Linked DNA regions of Mus musculus: region 2 is linked to region 1. The links are chromatin contacts, called in public Hi-C maps. All regions are on one chromosome and are shown on one strand. Each heading gives the region's core, a stretch centred on a gene start, on an enhancer-like site or on the middle of the called end of the contact. The rest is flanking DNA. Distances are from core to core; before and after follow the strand shown.

What was found. Hi-C and Micro-C count contacts between places; a contact is called where the count stands out from the background.
Region 2: a Hi-C map of cortical neurons shows a contact between it and region 1, with 2.1 times the contacts expected there. The contact joins two enhancer-like sites. A contact is called at or near these places in 6 of 484 Hi-C or Micro-C datasets (cortical neurons, embryonic stem cells, extraembryonic ectoderm and 2 more) and 1 of 115 datasets of contacts at active chromatin or transcription factors (neural progenitor cells).

What each region holds. Positions count from the first base shown.
Region 1 is chr15:94,774,635-94,780,068 of GRCm38.p6, forward strand. The region is part of intron 3 of Tmem117 (transmembrane protein 117); the gene reads left to right. Among named protein-coding and RNA genes, the nearest start is that of Gm25546, 96 kb to the left of the region's middle. Within about 2 kb of position 1,892, at least 11 of the 459 cell types and tissues checked have an H3K27ac peak or open chromatin away from gene starts, as enhancers often do. A contact at or near this core is called in cortical neurons, where this site is marked.
Region 2 is chr15:95,134,364-95,140,043 of GRCm38.p6, forward strand. The region is part of intron 2 of LOC100043315 (a long non-coding RNA gene); the gene reads right to left. Among named protein-coding and RNA genes, the nearest start is that of Gm30810, 57 kb to the left of the region's middle. Within about 2 kb of position 2,163, at least 29 of the 459 cell types and tissues checked have an H3K27ac peak or open chromatin away from gene starts, as enhancers often do. A contact at or near this core is called in cortical neurons, where this site is marked.

The sequences.
Region 1 (5,434 bases), core at 642-3,141:
TAATAGTCAGGGTATTCATGGGTAATTTTGAGAATCAACAGTCTGCTAAAATTAACTAGCAGTAGGGATTCGGCTACAATCTCTGCTCCACTCAGGGAAAATGCTCCAGACAGAACGGAAGCTATAATATGAAGAAGAAATGACAAAAGCTGGGGTTGATCTTCAGACTGTTCCAGTGTATTCAGCAAGTAACTCAGGGTGCTTAGTGCTAGCCGAGTAAGAGGGGAATAACCATACAGAGGATAGGCACTCAGCCCTGTCTGCCGAGCTCTGATATCAGGGTGCAGATTGTCAGTCCGCTGGTTGAGATTCCAAACAAGTGGAGGACTCTGTATTTTTCTGTTTTATTTTTTTTTAATTTTACAGATCAAGTGATGTGTACTTTAAATGATTAATTTGTTTCTTTTTGTGTGTATGAGTGTTTTGCCTGAATGTTACATGTGAATAATACATACATGCCTGGTACCCTCGGAGGTCAGGAGGAGGCCTTCATCGGAGTGCTGGAACTGGAGCTATGGGTGGCTGCGAGCTATGATGTGGGCGCTGGGAACAAATATTTTGGAAGAACAGTCAGTGCTCTTGGGCACTGAGTATCTCCTTATCCTGACACACGCTGTTCATTTTTTCTTATATAATTTTTATTGATTCTTTGTGAATTTTACATCATTCACCCTTCCATATCTACTCTCCACACTTATAACCTCCCAGAACAAGAAAAAAAAAAAGTCACTGTGGAAGCCATGGTAGGTCAGTTTATCATACACTACACCTTTTTTTCTAAACAACTTTATTTGCAAGTGTTCACTGCAATGGGTCAGTGGTCTGGTTTGAGGCCTCTGGCTTCTGCTACGCTATTAACACTGGATCCTCACTGAGATTTTTCTGGGATATCCTGTTGTTGCCCTGTGTCATGAAGATCCTGCAGCTCATAAATGGGGTAGATATTGAGGTGGACCAGTCCAGAGCAGGGGATCTGGGTCTGGGTGGTAGCTGAGTGTTCAGTTTTGACAAGTGTTGGTGTGCTGTGGTGGCCTTGGTATTAGCATAACCTGGCTGCATCCTGTTCTCCTCTTCAAAGCAGCTATGGATGGCTAGTACCAAACTCAAGCTCTCACATACACAAATTGCTTTGAGTCTATCCCAAGTAAGCCTATGGCTTGCTGTTTAAAGACTGCTTACATGGCTTGCATATTGCAACAAGTCCCCATTTGTCAGGAAAACACTAGCTATAAGTGACAAGAAGACCTTCTGTCCTTTGATCTCTGTGGCCCCACAGCTTTGCATGTTGCTCCCTAATGCCTTTACCTAGTCAGGTAACCCCCACTGATTCCTCCCTTCTCAACTACAAGTCCTTCTTAGTCCTCTTCTGAGGGACGGACCCCTGCCTCAGTAGGTCTCTGGACAACAATTTCCTTCTCTTGCTATACAGACACTAAAAGGACTTTGGCAAAGTTCAGGAAGATCCAGTAATGAAATGCTGAGATAGTTTTTGAGTTTGGACAGGTTTGGGGCAAAAAAAAAAAAAATTGCTGGCGACCTCTTGAGACATCTCATTTTTTATTCTACCGAACTTGTATTAAAGAACTTTATTCCTTGAGAAAAGGAAACTTCTCCAGAGAAGACTTCTGAGGTTTAAATATAACAGATGGCATTTCAGATCCTCTGTCGGTTGCCTATGTGTGAGAACTCCTAATTTAGGTTCATTACACAGCTACAATTTGTGACAGTTTGTGGCATTCTGCTCTAGGGAGAAGACAGGCTCCTCCCCCTCCTCCACCCCTCCCCCTCCTCCACCCCTCCCCTCCTCCACCTCTCCCCTCTTCCACCCCTTCCCTCCTCCACCCTTCCGTGGAAGCATCTGCAGGAAATTTCACATGACCCAGGTCACCATCCTTCCCCATCAGAGATGGCTCTGTGTGGCTAGTCTTTGATAGTCGATACAAATTAGCACGGGTCAGTGATCTTTTTTCATCCCGTGCACGGCTCATCATGCTGACAGCTTTGTGGTTGTTGCAGATGACCCTGATATTATATGGGTTATCACTAACCGGGTCTGTGAGAAGCTTAATTTTGCAGTCTTGGCATGTTCTTTGCTGGTGTTATGTTTCAGCAGGGTATCCGTTGTGGTGTCTGAAGCCCGCGTATGGAAACAAAGTAACCACATTCACTGTTTCTAGGCTACGCTTTCTGTTCCCCTGTCCCGTGGCCATTTATTCTCTGCCTTCCACAGGAACTTGAACTGTGTAGCTTGAGAGTGCACAGGCATGAACACCACAGTACCATACCATGTGTTTCTCCTTCCTAGTGGGTGATCCGTTGGTTGCTACATCATAGCCTCAGAAGATGGTCCTATACATCTGCGATTTCCACTGAAACCTTCCCACCAACTTCCAGGATTTTTATTTAACTGCCATGCTAAAATTTTTATAGCGTCACAAATCACACATGCACGTTACTCATTTTACTGGCTTCCTGAATAGTTTCTGTGTTATAGCCAGGAAAATATGTACTGGGTCTACCTGGAACTTTACAGGACACCCCATATGCCACATTTCTGACTGGCAGTTACATAGTCAAGCATTCTCTTAACACTTGATTTGATCTAATTGAAAACATATAGGAGGGAGTTTTAAAAGCAGAAAGTACAAAAGAACCAGTAGCCATAGTTAGTATTAATTAATTAATTTATAAATTAATTAACTTATTTATGTGATCCACTGTAGCTGTCTTCAGACACCCCAGAAGAGGGCATCAGATCCCATTACAGATGGTTGTGAGCCACCATGTAGTTGCTGGGAATTGAACCCAGGACCTCTGGAAGAGCAGTCAGTGCTCTTAACCACTGAGCCATCTCTCCAGCCCAGTAATTTTTAATGCATTTATATGGTCATTTCTCTTTGTACATATGTATCGTCTTTATGTGTATAGCCTTCATTCCTCCATGTATTATTTTTTTTTTAAGTGTAATTGTTCATAAACAAGAGCCAAGGCCCAATATAGATGTAATCTTAATTTATAGTTTACCCCAAAGTTTTAACAACTTCCATGGCCATCATTTTTACTGCCTTCAAGTTGAAATGCCACCAAGGGTTACACGATGTATTTGGTCATCACAGTTCTTCAGTCTTTGGGGACATTGAGTGACTCTTTGGATTTTTATAACATTGACAAAAGAGATATAGGTCAGTAGATAATATTATCAAAGTTCCTCCATTTTGGTGTATCTGCTAATTTCTCATGGCTGGATTCTGATGTCGCATTTTGTTGGGACCTTGCAGGAGAGAGCCTTCCTCTTTACTGCATCGTGTGAGGAGACATCACTGACATTTGTTGGTAGCTAAATAGTGGTCAAGGATGATGTTCTAAGTCTGCAGTCAGTTGACCTGTCAGCGGGACACATAAGCAGCACAAATGAGCATGTTCAAATGCAAAGATGCAGGCGTGTGCGTCGTTCCCTCCAGCATTAGGACCAAAACAAATGCCCCACACTCTGAGAGCTTTTATATTCAAAGCGAATGCTTGTCATCTGTTGACAATCTAGCTATGTATATGTTGGGTTTTTTTGTTTTGTTTTTTTTTTGTTTTTTTGTTTTGTTTTTGTTTTTTCAAGACAGGGTTTCTCTGTATAGCCCTGGCTGTCCTGGAGCTCACTTTGTAGACCAGGCTGGCCTCGAACTCAGAAATCCGCCTGCCTCTGCCTCCCGAGTGCTGGGATTAAAGGCGTGTGCCACCACGCCCGGCTATATGTTGTTTTATTATTATTATTATTATTTATGTATTAGTGTGTGATGCCACATGTGGGACTAGGCCAAGTAGGCAGAAAGAGAACTGAGTGGAGGACAAAGTGTTCTTAAGAAAGTTGGGAGGCAACTGTAGAGGGCAATAGAACACAGGTGACTTGAAAGCAGAATAGAACTCCCGGGAGGAGAGAGAGGACAAACGAGATGGGGGATGAGGAAGGAGAGTCAACCAATAATGCATTATGAGGATGCCACATTCATACCATTACTTTGAATGCTAACTAGAAGCAACATAACGGTTTATAGAAGTGTGTCCAGCAAAAACAAAATGGTCCCTCACAATGCATATGTTTTACATATGTCTGATGAAGGAGTGGTGTATGTAGCTCAGCTGTGGTGTGCTGGATTGCCTGGTGTGTGTGAGGAGGACCTGAGTTGGATCCCTAACAGCCATAAAGAATAAGTAAAGGTAGGTTTTTTTTTTTCATGGTGGAAAGTTTCAGAGATTTATTATAAAGCAATAAAGTAACTCAACAGTTTGAGGGTAGAACAAGAAGAGAATGACTGTACACATGAGTGTAGTTTAGTGGTGTCCCATGTAATGTGTCTGCTCTAGAGCTGAGCCTCTGACTATCTCTGCAGATTATTCTTAGTCCATTCATAATGTATCATATAGCTGTAAAGCCAACTCCCTTGGCTACTAGATGAAGTAACTGAAGCTGGGGGCTGAGGCGTGATTTGAAAATGTCGCACGCATGCTATGAGTTGAATCCAAATATTATTTTTAATGACAATCCCCAGAATTTTGCACAATTCCCTTAATCTTCTCAGTAGATGCGCATTTGAACTTGTGTTTCTGAGTTTCTTCTTTCTTAAGTTCAAGGGCAGCTGGATGACAACAGTCCTGGGCACGGCCGCCCCTTGACTGGCAGGATGTTTTACTTGTCTTCAGCGTAGGGAGGCTGTTGATTTTTTTTCATGAAAGAATCAAAGATCATTAATACGACTTTGATTTTTTTTCCTCTGTTCAGAGGAGATAACACACTGATCTCCATTTTTATCTTCCTGGTCAACAGCAAAGGGTGTGCAGCCAATTACAGTGTCTGCGCATTCTCCGATGCTGCTGTCATGCTTAGAGAATCCTACATGTTTCTAAGTCCCTAACCAAAAAGGACAAGAGAAGGTGAGTTGGGATACAGGATGCTCTTCATTGTCATGTGTCAGAGGTTGCACTTTCACTAGTTTTCCGGTGACAGGCTTTATATTTGAAAAAAAAAAATTCTCCTGCTGTAGGCATCTAGAAAAGTTGGATAAGCTGCAACAAATATCCTTGTCTCCCAGCTATAACCCAACACAAACAAATGTGGTCCAGAGAAAGTGTGTGGGGGAAGAGTTACAATCTGCTACAGTTATAGATAGCGGATACTTTCAAAGCAATGACCTCTCAGAACAGCGAGAAGTAGGAAGACTTTATTTGTATCAAGCTTAGGCATATTCATATGATAAAGGGCTTAGGGGTGGACACCTTCCCCGAGCATGCTCAGTTTAACAGAATGATTTAAGGAAGATGGACGATAGACCCATTTAGGAGGTTGCCTAGGTCAAGGTCACGGGCACATATTTGAAGGTTGGGATGGTAGACAGGACTGCTTCTGGTCATACTCAGAAACTGCATTATTAAAATGTTAGTTGAA
Region 2 (5,680 bases), core at 913-3,412, 360 kb after region 1:
TTTCTGTTTCTATTGCTGCTACCTTCCTGATAGCCATGAGATGTACTGCTCATCTCCATGGTCTTCCTACTCCATGTGCCCAGAATTAACAAGACTGGGGGCTGTGGGCAGGGAGCCCCGAAGCCAGGAGCCAAGGTAAATTCTTCCTTTAGGCCATTCATGCATGTGTTTTGTGACTTTGATGCTTTGAGAGTAACAAATTCAAGTGTGTTTAAACTTTAAATAGTTGCATGGTTGATTTTAATTTCTGTCTAGGGAGGAAACCAGGGGAGTTAGGAGTTGTTTGAAATGCCCTACAAGAAATCAATGCTTCAATAATGCCTGTAAACATATTACTGGTTTTTATCAAAAAATTTAAGACCTTCACAATTTGTGAGGTTATTTTAAAGAGCATTGAGACTCTTTTTTTTTTTTCCAATTCTAAAGGAATAAATATGTTCAGGGAAGGTACGAGAATGTTATCTGGGCTTAACTGTCCTTGTACAAACATGGAATGAGAATTTAGCAAACCAGTCAGGCCTCCAAGCAGAGCCTTAATCTCATGTCCGTATGGTTGATTGAGCATTCCAACAGTGCCCAGAGCACAGATCACCCATCCTGGCAAAGATAGCTGCTCCTCACCCAGACTTGGAAGACCTTCCTTTGACCCTTCCAGATACTAATCAGATGCCTGTTGCAGAGGGCAAGCTTTTTCTCACAGCTTCTTGCTAGTCAGGTCTGGGCATTGGGTAGAGTTTGACTGATGTCTTGTGTTCAAGGGGACATGGTCTCCGGAAGCAAAGCTGTAGGGATAAAGTACAGACTGGCAGTTCTACTCCTGCAGAGACTCTCTGATTGAAGTGTGCATTATGCATGAATGTCTGTACATTATGAGTGTGTGTGTGTGTGTGTGTTGTATGACAAAACTTCCCAGAGAGATGCAACATACCCATCTATTCATCCCAAATAGGGAAGCCATGATAGACCGAAGTACAGATACCACCAAAGTCCAACGTGGTGAACCAATGAGTTTAATTGGGGTTACTTACAGGAATATGGGTGAAGGGTTACTCCCAGGAGCAGAAATGACACAAAGACAGCCACATCACCAAAGTCCTCCCCAGCATGAGTGACAGCTCACAAAGCTGGGAACCTGGAGGACACTGCCTGCAGGCAGCTCAGCAGGTAGAAAGGTGTCCTTTCCAAGTGGGCTCAGCCTCGTCCAGGCAGCCTATCTGGTCTCAGAGTCTTCTTTTCAGGCCCTAAGAGACTAAGAGGCTTCTTGGAAGCTCAGTTTCACGCCTCTGAGAGGGACTCTCAGCTTTTCTCTCTTACTCTAGCGGGGAGGGACCTAGGGAAGCAGGTGGGTTAACATGGACTTATGAGTTGTTTACCTTCCTGCCTAAGGAACTTCCCTACCGGATGGAATGTTTCCATCTTGATACAGTGTGTGTGCGTGTGCGCGTGCGTGCGCAGGAGTACCCATGTTATTCCTCTCATGTAGAAGTTCTCCCCTCCAACCTAGATCTGAAGTAGGATATTTACTATTCCCTACAACACAGTTCAAGCCAACTGGCCCCAAGCTAGCTGGCCTGTAAGCTTTGGGGGAATTCTGTCCATGTCTCCCAGGTCCCCACAGAAATGCTGAGAATAAAGACTCAAGCTAATACATCTACTCATAAGCACCCCACCCACACTCATTAAATCAGTTGTCATAGCAACAATGTAATCTAGTACTAGAACCACCGTTTTTCACATTCGTGGGAAGATTAAATAACTACTAGTACCACAATGTTCATAGTGAACAGAGCCAGGATGCAGGCTGCAGGAATGATCTTGTGATAGTTACTCTGAGTAGTCTTGTATAGCCTTTGAGATAGTCAGCATGGCAGGCACGGGCTGTGGTGACGACATACATTCTCCTATAGTGTGTTCATCCTCCGTGCTACACTGTACCAAGCTGCACTGTTATGCTGCGCTGCCCCGTGCTGCACTGTCCCGTGCTGTCCTGTCCTGTGCTACACTGCCCTGAGCTGCACTGCCCAGAGCTACACTGTGATGCTGCCCTGCTTCGTGTACTACCCTGTGCTGCGCTATCCCATGCTACACTGTCCTATGCTGTGCTGCCCCGAGCTGTGCTGCCCTGTGTTGCACTGCCCATGTCATGCTGTCCAGTGTGTTGCTACACTGCCCCGTGCTACACTGCTCCGTGACGTCCTGCTCCATGCTGCGGTGCTGTGCTGCCCAGTGCTGCGCTGTCCCGTGCTGCGCTATGATGGCGTCATTGTCCGTGCTTTTGCCCACATGCCTCACAATGTGCTGCTCCTGTCCCCCAGCTCCATGTTCGGACTAGCCATAGGCCATTCGTTTACATTTCTTTTTCTTGAATGCCATCCTCCAAATGTCCACGCAGTCAGCTCTCTTATTTTATTTTATTTTTTTAAGTCCTTGTTCAAATGCCACCGCCTTGGGGACTAGCAACATGACCCTCATCTTCCCATGTTCCCGAGGAAGCTCACCCTGGTCAACATTTTCAGTACCCAGTCATAATGCAGCTTATCATGTGTATGTGTCTCCACCTCACCTCTGCCCCTCAGTGGACTACAAGATTCACGAGGTTAGATTTTTTTTTTCTGGTCACCTCAGAGAATTAGTCCAATTGCCAAAAAACATGCCTGCTGAGCAAATGCCAGCTTCCTTTCTTCTCTCCTGTATTTTGCCCCCCCACCCCCCTTTCCCTGAAGCCTCAGCTGATGCCCCACTCGGTCAAGGAGACCTTCTGTAACTGCTACTCGGCTCCCAGGCTGTGGCTCTTTTGTACTTTTCTGTCACCATTGCCAAGTACAGTGTGTCAGATTCTGTGTCTGCAAGCCACTGATTACGGCATCTCTACAGCAGGGAAAATGGCCACAGGATAAGAGCCGTTCAGCTCTCCATTGCGTCCCCCAGGCCGAGCATGCTGTTATGTGACAAGCCTTACATATAAAGAAACAAGGAGCTGCTGGATACAATAATGAATTCCCACTTGCTCCCAGCCTGTGTCAGACGACAAAGGGCTGTGGGAATCCCATTGGTGGGTCTCTTGTAGCCAGTTTCTATCTTAATTTTCTCAGCAGGTTTGTTGCTGTGATGGTTAATTTTATGTCTGTTTATTAAGCCAAACATTCAGTCAACAACTATTTTAAGTGTTTCTCTGAAGGTGTCTTTGGCAGGATTAACATTTTACACCAACAGTCTGAATAAAGCAGATCGCCCATCCCAATGTGGGTGGGCATCTCATGCAATCTGTTGAAGGTCCAAATGGAATTCAAGAGCTGATTACGATGGGCAGAACAGAAGAAACTGCTGGCTCCTCCTGTCTGTCTGTCTTTGAGCTGTAGCTCAGACAAGACCTGCACAATCAGCTCCTTGAGTCTCTGGACTGCCTAGTGGTGATCATGAGCTCGCCAACTTCCATCAGCTTAGCATACGAGCCAATCTTTCTGAATAAGTGGATATTAAAAATTAGATGTTTTAAAATGCAAACCGTTGACATCACACACATCTGATAATTCTGATGATTAACACCCAGGCATTAATGAGGAACACCTCTGGATTTGTCTGTAATGGTCTCTCCAGGAGGGTTAACTAAGCCTGGAAGTACCACTCTGAATGTAGGTAGTAGCATCCTATGGGCTGGGAGAAAGGAGGAAGCCAGCTGGGTGCCAAGCATTCATCTGTCACTACATTGTGGCTATGGAAACAATATAACCAACCACATCTCTAGACTATGCCTAACCTGCCCTGTACTAAGCCCTACTTGTTATGTTACATAGATCAGAGCGTTACTTTACACCCTAATCTATGAACCAAAATATTCTTCCATCCTTAAGTAACTTCTTTTCCTGCATATCATCACCATAGCAAGGACAACTAATACAGCCACCAACAAGAACCACACCTCCCATTTTAAGCCTTATCACACAAGAAGCCATTTCTTCTGCCTCTGTGTTCTTTTCCTATGTGGGGAAAATGTCAACGTCCTGCTTTAATTATCATATAGTTTTGCAGCTATTTCTTTACCAGCCTTTCTTTCCACTGGATTGGGGAGTGTGCTTTTTTTTTTTAAGTATGTGTTCTTATAGCATAAACATTGATCAAAGTGTCTTCCTTAATTGCTCTCTAGTTCCCCCCTCCTCTGCCCCCGTCCCACCCCTATCCCAAACATACACAATTCCCCTTGGAAAGGAATAATTTCAGAGACACAGAAGAGCGGGAAATATCCATTAGGCAGAACATTTTGTGACATTTAAGTGACACCACTTTAACCAAAAATAAGTGGACATCTGTCACTTTTTCTGGTTCCCTGACGATCCCGAGGTGAAAGTGTCACAGCTCTCTTCAGACCTTGGATTAATGAAAGGGGAAACTGCTTACCAAGGCACAACCGCCCCAACACTAAAATCTCAAGCTAATGTCGTTCAGGAAGAAAAGGTTCCTGATGAATTTCTGCCACCCAAGCCACGCACAGAGGAGTACAAGAGCAGCCAGTGTAGTCAGCAAGCAGCCGCCGGATTTACACCCAGACAGAAACAGATTTGCTGGGCAGGAGGAACACTGGCTAAGGCAAATGCTGTCTGAAGAATTGCAAAGATGATGATATTGCAGCAATGGTGTAACCTGGAGCTCACTGCCAAACATAAGCCAACTGTAAACACTGAGTGGACACAAACAAGCAACTCTAATAATGGTCTTTCTCAGAACCCCCGGATCGGTCGGCTCATGCGCTTTTGGGGTCAGTGGAGAGACTCATCCACTCATCGATAATCTGCATGTGGTTTTATCTACTTTATGATTTGACTTGATATGGACCAGCAACACTTCATCAGGCAGACAAAAATGCAGTAATTGCTTCTTATCTGACAGTGCAGCGAGAGCTGGGGCAGGGAATAGTTTGTTGTTTTTATTTTATTTTTGAACATTGGCAAAAAGCCAATGGAAAAAGCACTAAAGGTCAATTCTGGGATTTGAGACTTTTGTGGAACTTATTATAATATAGGATGGGACGGAGCCATATGATGAGAACTGAAGACACAGTAAGCATCCACCATTCAACTTCCACTATTTAACCTCTCAGGAAACTGATTTATGGTCTCAGATAAGATACAGAGGACACAGATGGAGCACATTTGTCAGTGGACCCTCTTACTCAATCTTAGTCACCTTTTCTCAACAATAATAATAATAATAATAATAATAATAGTAATTATAATAGTAGTAGTAGTATTAATTTAGGATTACAGAAGTGTCATAAAGATAAAATAGATAATGAAATAATATATGTGAAGCTGACCTGTGTAGTATCTGGAATAAAGTATCCAAGAATATATTATTTGATAATTATGAGACACTAGGAAATATTAATCTATGCTTTAAACTAGACCTTGCTGATTATAATAATCCCTTGTGATGAGGTTTCTATTTGGTTATTTTAAAAGATAAGACAGATGATGTATAATCTACTTCAAGATGAGGTATGTTTTATGCCCTTCACTTACTTTTGCTATTCACAATTACTGTTTTATTTTTGTTACAACACTTCATATGTGCTCAGAAACAGAGATATTTTATCTATGCTCATTGATATAGTAATATATCTACACCATCCCAAAGTTTGTCTACAAACAGTAAAGTTGAATAAAGATGGTACTTCTTTCCAAAA